2 separate regions of the Capsicum annuum genome follow, and region 2 is linked to region 1. A link is a contact called in public Hi-C data. All regions are on one chromosome and are shown on one strand. The core of a region is the stretch at or near the end of the contact, and the rest is flanking DNA. Distances in the headings are between cores, read along the strand shown.

Evidence for each region. Hi-C and Micro-C count contacts between places; a contact is called where the count stands out from the background.
Region 2: a contact with region 1 is called in a Hi-C map of leaf, with 2.1 times the contacts expected there. The contact joins the enhancer-like site here to the promoter of LOC107877281 in region 1. A contact is called at or near these places in 2 of 5 Hi-C or Micro-C datasets (leaf and placenta).

What each region holds. Positions count from the first base shown.
Region 1 is chr7:198,309,838-198,316,342 of UCD10Xv1.1, forward strand. It overlaps LOC107877281 (transcription factor MYB106-like), which reads left to right and starts at 2,509. Exons shown (of 3, transcript XM_016723965.2): 1 at 2,509-2,726; 2 at 3,424-3,553; 3 at 3,978-4,571. The coding sequence starts at 2,594. The coding sequence ends at 4,458.
Region 2 is chr7:198,408,215-198,414,719 of UCD10Xv1.1, forward strand. No RefSeq gene overlaps it. Among protein-coding and RNA genes, the nearest start is that of LOC107877282, 23 kb to the left of the region's middle. Within about 2 kb of position 4,212, at least 1 of the 5 cell types and tissues checked has an H3K27ac peak or open chromatin away from gene starts, as enhancers often do.

The sequences.
Region 1 (6,505 bases), core at 1,259-3,758:
ATAAAAAATGGCATTGAGGATAAAAATTCAGAAAAAATAATTATAAAATTATTTAAAAAATTAAAAATAAAAACTGATTATTTTAAAAAAAATTATAATTTATTTTAAAAAATGAAATAAATTATGAAAAAATTATTTAAAAAATTAAATATTCGTTATTAAAAAAATTATAAAAATTTTTAAAATGAAAAAAAAAAATGGGATTGAGGATCCAAATTATGAAAAAAAAAATTTTAAAATTATTTTAAAAATAAAAAACTAATTATTAAAAGGACACTATAAAAATTCTTAAAAGATGAAAATAAAAAACAGATTTTTTGTAAATTCAATTTTATTAAAAGAAAAAAATTGGGGCCCTCTAATGCTTTTTGGGACCTCTAGTGTTTAAAAACAAAATTGTTATTAGAAAAATTTTGGGGGCCTCAATGCCACTTGACAACTTTTTATTCGTTAATTAGTAATAAAATATGTTCATCACGCGCCTCTCACGATGGCACTGCACGCATTGTACCACATAGGCGGAAAATGTCCAATTAGAATAAAATTTGGGGGTTTAGGGGTCTGATAGGAGTAAGTCTTAATTTAGGGGTTTAAGTGAATTTTCGCAATAAATTTGAGTATCTATCGATATCTTTGATTTTAAACTAAAAATACATGTACTATAGACCGTAGGGAGTACTGTAGTCTGTCTAAGTTTGGGTAAACAGTCAATTGATTGTCTTTTGTCATTCTCTCTTTTTCTTTGTTTGATGTGTTATAAGTAGTTTTCTATTTTGCCGTGTGATTTCAATCGCACCATAAGTTTTTATATTATTGGTCCGTATTATGCGAGTACGTAGAACGACCCCTTTGTGCATGCTAGGTTGGCAAATCAAATTCAACCCGTTGAAGTTGGATAATTGTCTGATTCACTTATTTATTGGCTCAATTTATTTTACCTCACTAAAAATTAAGTTGATGTATAGACTGAATTGATCTATAAAAATATTTTCAATTATTTTTTATTTAATATCTTTTATATATCCATTATAAGAGAGAAAATAATTTTACTAAGCATTAAAAATTTATAAAAAAAATTAATAAAATAATTAGAACTTAATAACAATTTGACGGGTATAAGGGCATGACCTATATTTTAGTCCATTTTAATCAGTCGTAGTACTTTTGGGCGTGTCATAACTTACCTATTTATTTCAACTCAATTTAACCCACTCAAATTCAGTTAAATCTGTCCTTTTGACACCTTTACACTTCGTTTGGATGGAAGTTTGTAATGATTTCATATTGTATGGTATGATATGTTATGATATTGTTCTGTACAGTATAGTACAATACAATGTTGGATGGAATATTTTGTTTACTATTGTTTAATAACAGTTTTATTTTTGGTTTGGCGGTATGATGTTATATTGTAACTTGTAAGTTTATTAAAATGTTCTTAACTATTATAAGTATTAAATTTATCAATAATTTCTAATTTGTTACAAATTATGTCATTAAATATATTAAATTGTTAAATTTATGTAATTTTAACAAAATTGATACAAGCGTAGATCAAAAAAATGTAATTATCGTAACAAATTTCATTTTCTTTTGGTGTTTTAAAAAAGTGACCTCCAACAATAACTACAAAGTTTGAATGCATCTTTTGTGTATGCTATGGGTGTGTTCGGTATGAATCACAAAAAAAAAAATTAGGAAAGTAAATTATTTCTTACTTGTTTCTTGTTTTAGTTATGCAAATAGAAAAATATTTTCTAAAAGTATTTGTATATATTTAACATAAATCAAAGAGAATGAATAGAATAAAGGGGAGGCGTACGAAAAAAATTATAATTTTTTTTATAAAATATTCGGGAGTGAGGTGCTGGAGTGGGGGGGGGGGGGGGGGGGGGAGGGGGGGGGGGGGGGGTAAGATTTTTTTTTTTTTTTTGAGAAAATAAATTTGTGGGTAGGTTGGAAGAAGGGGGGAGGGTAGGAGGTGGTGATGAGGTAAAAAATTTTTTTTGAAATTTCTTAATATATAAATTTAAAGAAAAATTGGTGCGGGGAGGCGGCCTAGTAAGTGGTGGGAAGGGGTAGAAGGTGGAGGTAAATATTATAGGGTAAAAAATAAAATAAAATTATTTAATATTAAATAAGAACTTAACTGAAAAAATAAACAACCACAGAATACCACTAAATCAATGGTTACATAAAGTACGGTTTATCATGACTATCAAACCATAAAATTATCCATACTATATCATATATTTGAAAAAACAATCAAAATAAACATATTTTCTTAATAACCATATCATATCACGAAAAATCACCATCAAAGTGTGTTAGTGTGTTAGTATAAGCTGCTCATTGTAGACGAAAAAGTAAAAAGAAATGTTGACGAAGTATAACGGAATTTTCTTTAGTAAAAGAAAAAAAGGACCACCTTTGTAAGAAGGCCCCATTTTAACGGGCATCACGTTCTGCTCCCTCTCTATAAATACACTTAAACTTCAAGAATTTAGCTATTCAGGTGGGAAGAACAATAAGTTTCTCCACTTAGTTCTTATATAAATAACGCTTAATTTACTGTGTTGCAATTAATTTAGAGATGGTGAGAACACCTTGCTGTGATGAAAATGGAAGGAAGAAGGGGACATGGACTCCTGAAGAAGATAGGAAATTAGCAGCATATATCACTGAATATGGCCCATGGAATTGGCGCCAACTTCCCAAATATGCTGGTGAGAATGTCCACACATCTCATAATTTAGATTAGTACTCCATCTCTCCGTTTTCATTTGTTCAGTTTGAAAAATATAAGAGATGACTGATCACTTAGTTTCTAATTTATTCTTATTATTAACTACAATCATTTCACTAAGCGTTTATAAATTTATTATATTCAAAAGTTGATACAATAAAATTATCATTTTATTTATTGTTCCTTAAAGAAGTGTGTCAAGACAATATTAGACAAGTGAAAATGAACAGAGAGATTACCTTCTTTTTTATAAAGAAGAGATGATACGGTGGAAAATCAAACTTCCATCAACCAAAAGTTTAGACTGACAATTAGTGGCGGATGTAGAGTAGAAGGTGTGGGTTCCCGAGAACCCACACCCGCTACCGTAAGGCTTAAAATTACATAGAAAAATCGACAAAAGTTATAAATATTAATAGGTGGAACCCATAACTAAACCAAGGGATAGCTTAGTGGCAGGAAAGGAGCCACAAGTTTAAAATTCTGGATCCGCTTCTGTTGACAATAAACTGAGCTACTAACATTTCTCGTATGAGAGATTATCATTTAACCTACTTCTGGTACCTAATAACATGGGCTCATCCAAACCGAATTTTGAGCAACTTCATCTAAATTTCATAATAATTATTATGTACTATTGTAGAGTTTCGTCTGAAAGATTATTGTTGCTTATGAAGGACTAGAGAGGTGTGGAAAGAGCTGCAGACTTCGATGGCTGAATTACTTAAGGCCAAATGTTAAAAGAGGGAACTACACCGAAGAAGAAGATGAAATCATCTTAAACCTCCATGCTCAACTTGGAAATAAGTACGTATTCTACTTCCACATGTCCAATTTACATGCTAAAACAGTCGTCGATGCCAACAAAGTGAAGGGGAATTTAATATTTGAACTTAATGAGTTCAAATTTTAAAGTTTTCAGCATGGAATTCACTACATCTGATCTAATAATTGTGAAGAATTTAATGTGTGTATAGGTTCATATGGATTGTTAAGATGCGGATGAAACTTTTTGGCTATCGGTTCATATGAACCCATAGAGAGTATATGTATATATGCTCCTTGGGTTCACATGAAATTATAGCCAAAAAAGTTACATCTGCCTCTGTGGTGGAGAGTTAAGTCTGACTTTACTACAATAGATATGATTCAATTGCTTTTATGTGACGAGATTGTTTCGTATTATGACTTTACTACGTGAAATCAATCCCATAAATTTGTACGGTTACAGGTGGTCGGCGATTGCAGCTCACTTGCCAGGAAGATCAGACAATGAGATAAAGAATCATTGGCACACTGCACTCAAGAAGCGTGCAAATAACTCAGGTGAATCAAGCAAGAAATGCAACAGTAAGAACAACATTAGAAGGAGTACTACTGTGGCAAATAAAAATGCAAGTCCTAGCACTTCACATGAAAATATAGTACTGGAAAGTTCACAATGGTCCCCAAAGGAGTCATCAAGTGAAGACTTTTTTTCTTACAGTAATACTGATTATCAAGAGCAACATAAAGTTTTTCAACAAGAAGCTTTGGATGAAATAACTAGTGGAAGCTTTTGGACAGAACCATTTCTAGTGGAAAGTTTCAATACAACTGGAACTGATTTTCTAGCTCCTCCAATTGATTACTGCGGACTTGTGTGTCCACCTTCTCCTTTTATAGGTCATGAATTTCTTTCATCCTTTGATTTTGATTATTTTAATTATTAAAGTGAAAGTGAAAAACATGTAAAGTATTTTGATGTTTTGAGTTTCATACCTGAACGGTGCGTGAGTTTTCCACCTAAACTATCACCAACTATTTATCAAAACACATTTCAACTATTAATTATTTGAGTTACATATGAACTTCCAGGTAGGAAACTGAACAATTACTATTGAGGTGTGTTTTAATAAATTATTGATAATAGTTTAGATTAGGACACCACCTACTTCACAGTCCAGGTATAAAACTAAAAAAATCAAAATATTTTAGGTGTGTTTTTAATAATTATTAGTAAAAACTAGAAGGAAAAAAAACATTCTAAGGAAGTGATTAATTGTATGCTTCTGCTTGAATGTTGTAGATGATGGCACAGATTGTAATGTGATTATGTTTTATATGAAATCAAGGGTAAATAGCGCTTTCGGTATACTATTTAACTTTCAGTAATTAAATGTGCATTTTTGATCCCTTATGAATTTCACAAATTTATCAAAATTATTACATATTCCACCCTTTAACAATTATCCACGTATTATGTTAAGGAATAAGAATTGCGCAAGACAAGTAGTCAATAAATCTACTAGTGGAAAATATTGATTCATTCAGTCACCTTTTACATAAAATTTAGAAACTAAATATATACTGATATTGTGCAAAGAAGTTGCGATAAGTTTTCCAAAGAAACATAGAGAAATTACTAACAAATGTTATATGAACTCTGAAAGGGTTCATTACTGTCGATTTTGCATAATTTAAATTATGTATATTAATTAATGTAATCTAACTGAAATAACGGGTTCGGTTGTAAGACCTGTTATGAAATTCTCCTATTATTATTTATAGGCAAAATGATATTCTGGACTCCTGTATTATGTCGGTTTTGTAAGTTGGACACTTCTACTTAGATGTTTGTCATCTGGACCTTTGAACCCATTAAAAAGAAATATTTTAAACACTTTTTTGGTGAGTGTAATACACTCTCGCTACGCCAGCTGCCACATCAGCTTCCACGTCATTTTTATTTATAAATATAAAAAATATTAAAATAAATAAATAAACCCCTCCCCCCTCCCCCTCCCCCTTCCTCTCTCTTCCCCATTTTTCTGATTTGCGTTTCTTCTTCTTTTTTTTCTTATGGTTCTCCCTCCTCTTCTCCTTCTTTTTTTCCTTCATCATTTTAATCTTCTTATTCTTCTCACTCTTTGAAAAAATTGAAAACAAAAGCTCAAAGCACTAAGAGGCCACAAAAAGCACTATTTTTTTTCTTTTGTTGCACAATTTCTAGCGGCTCTTGAAGCTTTTTGTTCACCTGTTTATCTGTGTTTGAGCTTTGGTTGTTGTTGAAGAGGATGATGATCTCAGGATTACTCAATTTGTAGCAGCTAGTGATAAGATTTTTGTTGTTTGTTTGGAAAAATTGAGAAGTGAGAATCGAAGAAGAAAAATTCTTGTTATTTGATTCTTGTTGTTTATTTGAAAAAATTGAGAAGTGAGAGTCGAAGAAGAAAGAAAACCACGTCATTTGTTTGTTTGTTTCTTGTTGATTCTTTATCTTCATCTTCTGATTCTTGTTGGTTGTGTTGATTTGTTTGGAAAAAAAATTCTCAAAGTTCTATTCGATTGTATTGATTTGTTTCTTTTTATGTTGTGTGAATTGTTGTACTTTAAGCTTGAGAAGTTGCACTTTGCAATTGCAATTGTGATTTTACAATGGTCATGGCAGCCGGTGGGGGTGGGGCACGGGTGAATGGCGGTGGGATGGGGTGGGGGGTTGGACGGGGGCTGAGGTGGAGGGTTAGACGGGGCTGAGGTGGGGTGGGGGTGGCTGGGATAGGGCTGGGTGGGGTGGGGGGCTCGAAATGGAGGCTGGGGTGGGGTGAGGAGGCTGGGACGGGGGCTGGGGTGGGGTAGAGGTGGCTGGGATGGAGCTGGGTGGGGTGGGGCTGCTAGGACGAGGGTTTGGGTAGGGTAGGGTAATGGTTGGACGGGGGAGGCAGTTTGGGGGTCTTTTTTATTTCTTATTTTTAAATTTCTTATTTTTTAATTTTTTAA
Region 2 (6,505 bases), core at 2,962-5,461, 100 kb after region 1:
ATGTAAAAATAAAATATTTTATACAATAATGATATATATATATTATACATCAATGATACTATTTATGTACACATCTTATACATATGCATAATTTATACAATAATGATATAATTTCTATACAGATAATATACAAAATATATATTCTACACAATAATTATTTAATTACACACATTTTCTATAATATTTAGCTGCAATAATTATTTAAATACATGTTCTATACAATAATTATACAGCTTCTATACACGTCTTATATATATATACATATTATATGTAATAATTATACAGTTTTTATACACATTCTATGCAATGTTTAACTGAAATAATTATTCAAATACATATTCTATAAGTAAATAATTTTTATATCTATTATATAAAATATTTAATTGAAATAATTATTCAGATACATATTTTATGCAATATTTATACAGTATCTATACAATATTTATACAATTTTTATATAATATTTATACAGTTTCTACAAACTTTCTAAACAGTCTCTATATATATTTTATACATATAAATATTCTATACAACAAACATAAAGTTTTTATATGCATCATATACACACCTTCATTTCTCCAAAAACTCTTTCAACTCACTTATATTCAAATCTTCAAATTTCAAATCATAAAACACAATTTTTTTTTCAAAAACAACTCATTTCCTTTAAAGTCCTTCCTCACATACTTATCCACCATTACTTTAGGCTTCAACGCAATAGTCATTTTCTTTCAATCCCCAATCAACCTCCACATTTTACACATTCTTTCTTCTCTTTTCACCCTCTCCTTTTAGATCCATCCACACCATCCTTCATTTCAAAATATTCAACTCAATTTAAAAAATTTAGATGGAAAAGTTAAGAATTAGAAGAAAAAAGATAAAAATTTTGTGGGTTTATTAGCCACCTCTCCTTTTTGATTCATCCACGCCCTCCTCTATTTCAAAAATACATTCAATTTAGATAATTTAGCTTGAGAAAAATTAAGAATTAGCAAAAAAAAGATATAAATTTCGTAGATTTCTTCGCTATCAAAGATTGAGAAAGAAGAATGATTACAAAATTAGAAAAATAACATAATAAAAAAATAAAAAAGTGACTGAGTTTCTGAGCTTAGAACAGTGCTATAATTTGAGAATAAAATAACTGACTAATTATTTTTTATTTATTAGATAAAACTTGAGCTATTTCTTTTCAAAATAGAATAGACAGTGTCCTTTTTTCTAAATAAAATAGGATATATTGTAATTTTGAATGCGGAATATCCAAAGGGCAATTGGGCGAAAAATGAGTCCATACACCTTCTCAAATTTTTATTTAAAAAAAGAAAATAAATGGGTCTCATAATGTTATTAAGTTAAAAAAATAAAGTCGTTTAAACAATTAGAACAACTGTTCGACAATTACATTAGTTGTCTCAACAACTCCGCACAGTTATTGAATAATTTCACACAGTTATGGAACAACTTCACACAGTTATTGAACAACTTTAATAGTTATTGAATAATTTTACAAAATTATCAAACAACTATTAAAGTTATTGAACAACTTTTTAAAATTGTTGAAACAAAAATATTTTTTTAAAAAATTTAAATTTCTCTCACTTAATTTTTAAAACTTGAAGAACTCTCCTTGAAAACTTATTTGGCCCTTTTATAGGAAATCCGGGCAACTGGTGTCAGTGGCAAAAGGTGAAGTGGCCACGCATTTGTCGAGGGTTTGATTGAATCCCATCTGCAGCAATGCTGTTTAATTTTGGCTTGATTTTTTTCTTGCTGAGTTTTTCTTTTTGATTAGTTTTTCTTTACCTCTTCTATTATTTATAATTCAGATTTGTTCTTTTTCCTTTAATTAATTTTTGATTTTTTCAACTTTCACTTTCGCTGACTTTCAAAATTTTGATACGCATGTCGTGTAAGTATTCCATGACAATGAATATGAAGTTTTAAACATAAATATTATACTCACTCCAGAAAAATGTATTTAAATAATAATTTTTTTAAATGCATTTTAAGTTTTAAAATGGATGGATATTATTATGTTAGCATATTTTAAATTAAAAGTCATTTTGATCTTTCATCGACATTCACCCTAAGTGAAGATGATTGGATTAAAGTTACAATTCTTTTTTTGTTAAATATAAAGATATTAGATGGTTTATACAAGTTTGAATTTTTAGAGTGTAATATTTTTGCTCAAAATTTGGATACTAACTTCTTTTTTAAAAAAAAAATAAAAAATGAACTGTTTAAATATATATAATCTCGGAATATCAAAAAGAGCACATTTCTAAATATGCATATTCAATTTTGTCTGTAAGGATCGCAAAAGATAAATAACCCGAATGGTAATGTAAAACTAAAAAAATCCGACTCATTTATTATTTAGATAATGTGACAAGCGTAACCTTCAAATTCTGAATTCGTCTCTGTGTTGTTGTACTAATAACATAAAAGATTATAATTTAACTAAAAATAATACATTATCGTAGAAGACCTGTTATGAAATCACCTATTATTATATTAGTTGCATAAGGCCCGTGCTAAGCCAGGGTCCATACTCATGATAAAGAATATAAAATATAATATAAAAAAAATATAACTTAAATCACATTTTTCTATTACATAATTAATTTAATTTTGTAATACATTGATTATATCTTGTATGGTAAACTACTATGATTATTAAAGTCTTTTCGTTATATTTGGATAACTTTTAAAAGACTTTATTTATGAAAAAGGAAGTACGAAAGAAATTAACAAATATGAATGGACATAAAATTTAATTTAAAATCAATGAGTGCTGTGTTCAGCATGCTTTAAAGAAAATCATATTTGATAGATTGTTGAAAAACAATATTTTCCTTAGAAAATAAGTCTCTTTAGACTTATAAAAATAATTTTGTGGAAGTAGAAAAATTATATTCTATATTTCACATTCATTGAGCCCTTCGCTCTTCAGTACACCTTGTTTTCACCCCATCATAGCTCCCATCCCCGCCACTCCATACCTCATCTCTCATGGTATTTATCTAAATTATATAGAAATAATTTTTAAATAATATTTTGCTTACATACCAAATATAAGAAAATAAGTAAGAAACATATTAATTTTTAAAAAAATATTCTTAAAGTAATGTTTTCAATTGAAAAACTGATTGTACCAAACACAGTACTCAAAAAGACAATAAGTATGACTAAAAAAAATAAATGATCTGATTGAAAATGAGATTCTAACTTCAAAGTTTCACAAATTTTATTAAAATGTAAAAAAAAAATGCATTCTATCCATTTTATTTTATTTTACATTTGTTGATTTGATACTCCTATTAATAAGAAGTTGTTTAATAGGAGTTGGTTTATTTATCTCTATAATTACGATTTGAAAGTATATGATTGACAATTATTATGTTGTATAGTTATTTAATGATAAAAGTAATATTGAAAGAAAATAATAAATCTTTCTTTATTTGCTAAAATAATAAACAAAATAAATTATTTTTAATACAAGGTTCAAACTAAATGAAAAAAAAAAAAAAAAAAGAGAAAAGAGTATTCTCTCAAGAAAATTTTATTTTTAGTATAAGGATCAAACAAAATGAATAAAAAAAGGGTATTCTCTCAATTCCTTTTTACTTGTTTATCTGACTTGACAAATAACTTAAGAATTTAATATATTAAGGGTAAAATATATGAAATAATCCTTATTAATTATATTTTAAAAATTTAAATTTAGTTACTCATACTTTATTTAATTACTTGATAATAATAAAAATAACAACAACAACAACAACAACAACAACAATAACAACAACAACAACAACAACAACAATAATAATAATAATAATGTGAAAAAAGTTATAAATCTTTCGTGATTTACTAAAGTAGATTAGAAATAAAAATAATTAATTTTTAATATAAAAAATAAGTAAAAAAGAATAAGTAATCTAATAAGGAACAAGAAGAGATTTATATAAAAAAAAAAATACTATGTGTAGTTTAATTACAAAATATCAAATAAAAATATTATAAAATAATAAATAGGAATAAATGTAAAAATATGTATAAAAAATAAATAAACATATATAACTATTTAATTGTATTAAAAAATTTGTGATGACTATAAAAAAAAAGGGAGATCCTCCCTCCCTGTTATGTAATACTTATCAATTTCACTTTATAAAGTAAGAATATAGATTGACGTAAATGATCACTCACTGATTGAATTTGCATGACGTAAGCAGTATTTCATATACCACCGGCCATTGAATTTTCTAAGAAGACGTCACTCGAAGACAAAATGTGAACATGAAGTGATATTCTCATTACTATTTTCATTTGATTGTGTTTCCTATCAACTCAACAATGTGACAGGATATTTTGGTACATAAATCTTATCTGACAGTTTTGGGTTGTTATTAAACCTGTTAAACGGGTTGGGTTGATCCGGCTCAATTCGATTCGAACCGACCTATTTCATGAACCGACCTATTTCATAAAATTGGTCTAATTTGATCTGGCTCGATCAGTCCATGGGCTGTAGGGTATCAGATTTCGAGCCGGTTAAGTTTTCTGATTGGACTCAATTAACCCGGTTCGGATCAAGCCCGATCTAGGCCAGTCGATTAACCAGCCTAGCTTGGATAGGTTTTTTTTTTTTTAATTCTTTTTTTTTTTTTTTATATTTGGCTCAGACTAGCCATTTGGACCCTAAACCTTCAAATCATTTTTCACAAAAGTTTTCACTCTCTCAAATCTCATTCTTTCTCAAATCTCAATTTTCAAATATTCAATATATTTAATTTCCTAAAGTGCTCACTTTAATTTTTTAATTTTGCGATTACAAAGTACGAGTTGAAGTTTCTAAAGTCGCAACCTTCGTATACTTCCAAAATTTGGTATTGTCGTTCCATTTCTTACGTTTAATTTTTATTTATTGTATTAATTGTTGAATATTTAATTTTATTATATTTGTGTATTCTGAATTTTTTTAATTTAATTTATATTATGGATAAATTAAGAAACCTCGCTACTAAAGGTGTTAAATTTTTTTATCCCGAAAGTGGTAGTGGTAGTAACAAGCGAATTACTAGTGGTAGAGGTATTTCAAGTAGTAGATATACCCGTGTGCCTTTGCCTCCGGTACCGTTTGGTACACCTTTTGAGGAAGAAATAGGAGGTGCTCACGGCATGGATTACGTAGAAGCTCAAGAAAATTACGGTATAGAAAAAGAAAATGAAGTAGATGAGGTTAATTTAAACGAAGATGATGAAAATATTGGTGAGACACCCGCAGTAAAAAATGCTAACGTTAAATCTGAATCGGTTAATCTCCCTTCCCGTCCTCCCCGTACCCTAAGATCTCGTAAAACAACTAGTATTGCATAACAATTTTTTGAACGTATATCAGATACTAAGGTGCAATGCAATACTTGTCAACAAATATACAAGCATAAAAGCGGAGGCAAACAAGGGGTACGGGTACGTTAATGAGACATATAGGTGATGCTCACGAAAGAGAGTTAAATATTGCATGAGATGGTGGGATGTTGGTGGGTCAACGCAAACTAGAATGGACCCAGAAACCGGTCAGGTAACGAAGAAGTATAATAAATTGAGGGACCGGGAAGAAATAGCTAAAATGATAGTTGTGGGTTGTTTGTCTTTTAGTTTTCCTTCTTCTGATGCCTTTATTCATTATATTCAAGCAATTTATAATCTTATGTTTAATGGTATTCCTAGAAGTACTTGTCGGTCTGATATTTTTAGAATTCATTCACAATATTATTTTTATTTATCAACATTGTTAAAAAATATTCAATGTCGATTCTCCCAAACTTCTGATCTTGGTCGTGCTGTAAATAAAAATGATTATTTAACCGTTACTTGTCATTGGCAGGATAGTAATTTTGTGATGCAAAAACGTATTCTTGCTTTTTTATATGACGAAGACCGTAAACATACTAGAGTTTTATTGCTGATTCTATTGTTAAAGTTGCCAGATTTTATGGTATCAAAAATAAAATCTTATGTATTTCTTTTGATAATGCTTCTAACAACAAGACTGCTATAAAAAAGTTAAAATCTAAGCTATCTCCGTTGTTGCCTGAAATTTTTCATATTAAGTGTGCATTATATATATAATTTAATTGTAAAAGATGGTCTTGAGTTTTTTGAGTTTTATATTAAAAAAATCCATCTTGCTGTTGGTTTTATTCAAGAAAATAACCGTAGATCGAGAATTAGAGAATTTAAAGTTAAATGTCAAGAAAATGGACTTGCACCGATATTGATGCCTGAGGAAATTGATATTAGATGAAATTCTACGTATGATTTTTTAAAAACTTGTTATAAATGTAGAGTTCCTATTACACTAGCTTTTAACCAACATTGCGATTCATTTGTTGATTTTGCTGATTGCATGCTACATGATTCTGATTAGGTTGTAATTAATGATCTTTTTAAGTTTTTAGAAAAAATTTATGTAGCTACAGTTGAATTTTTC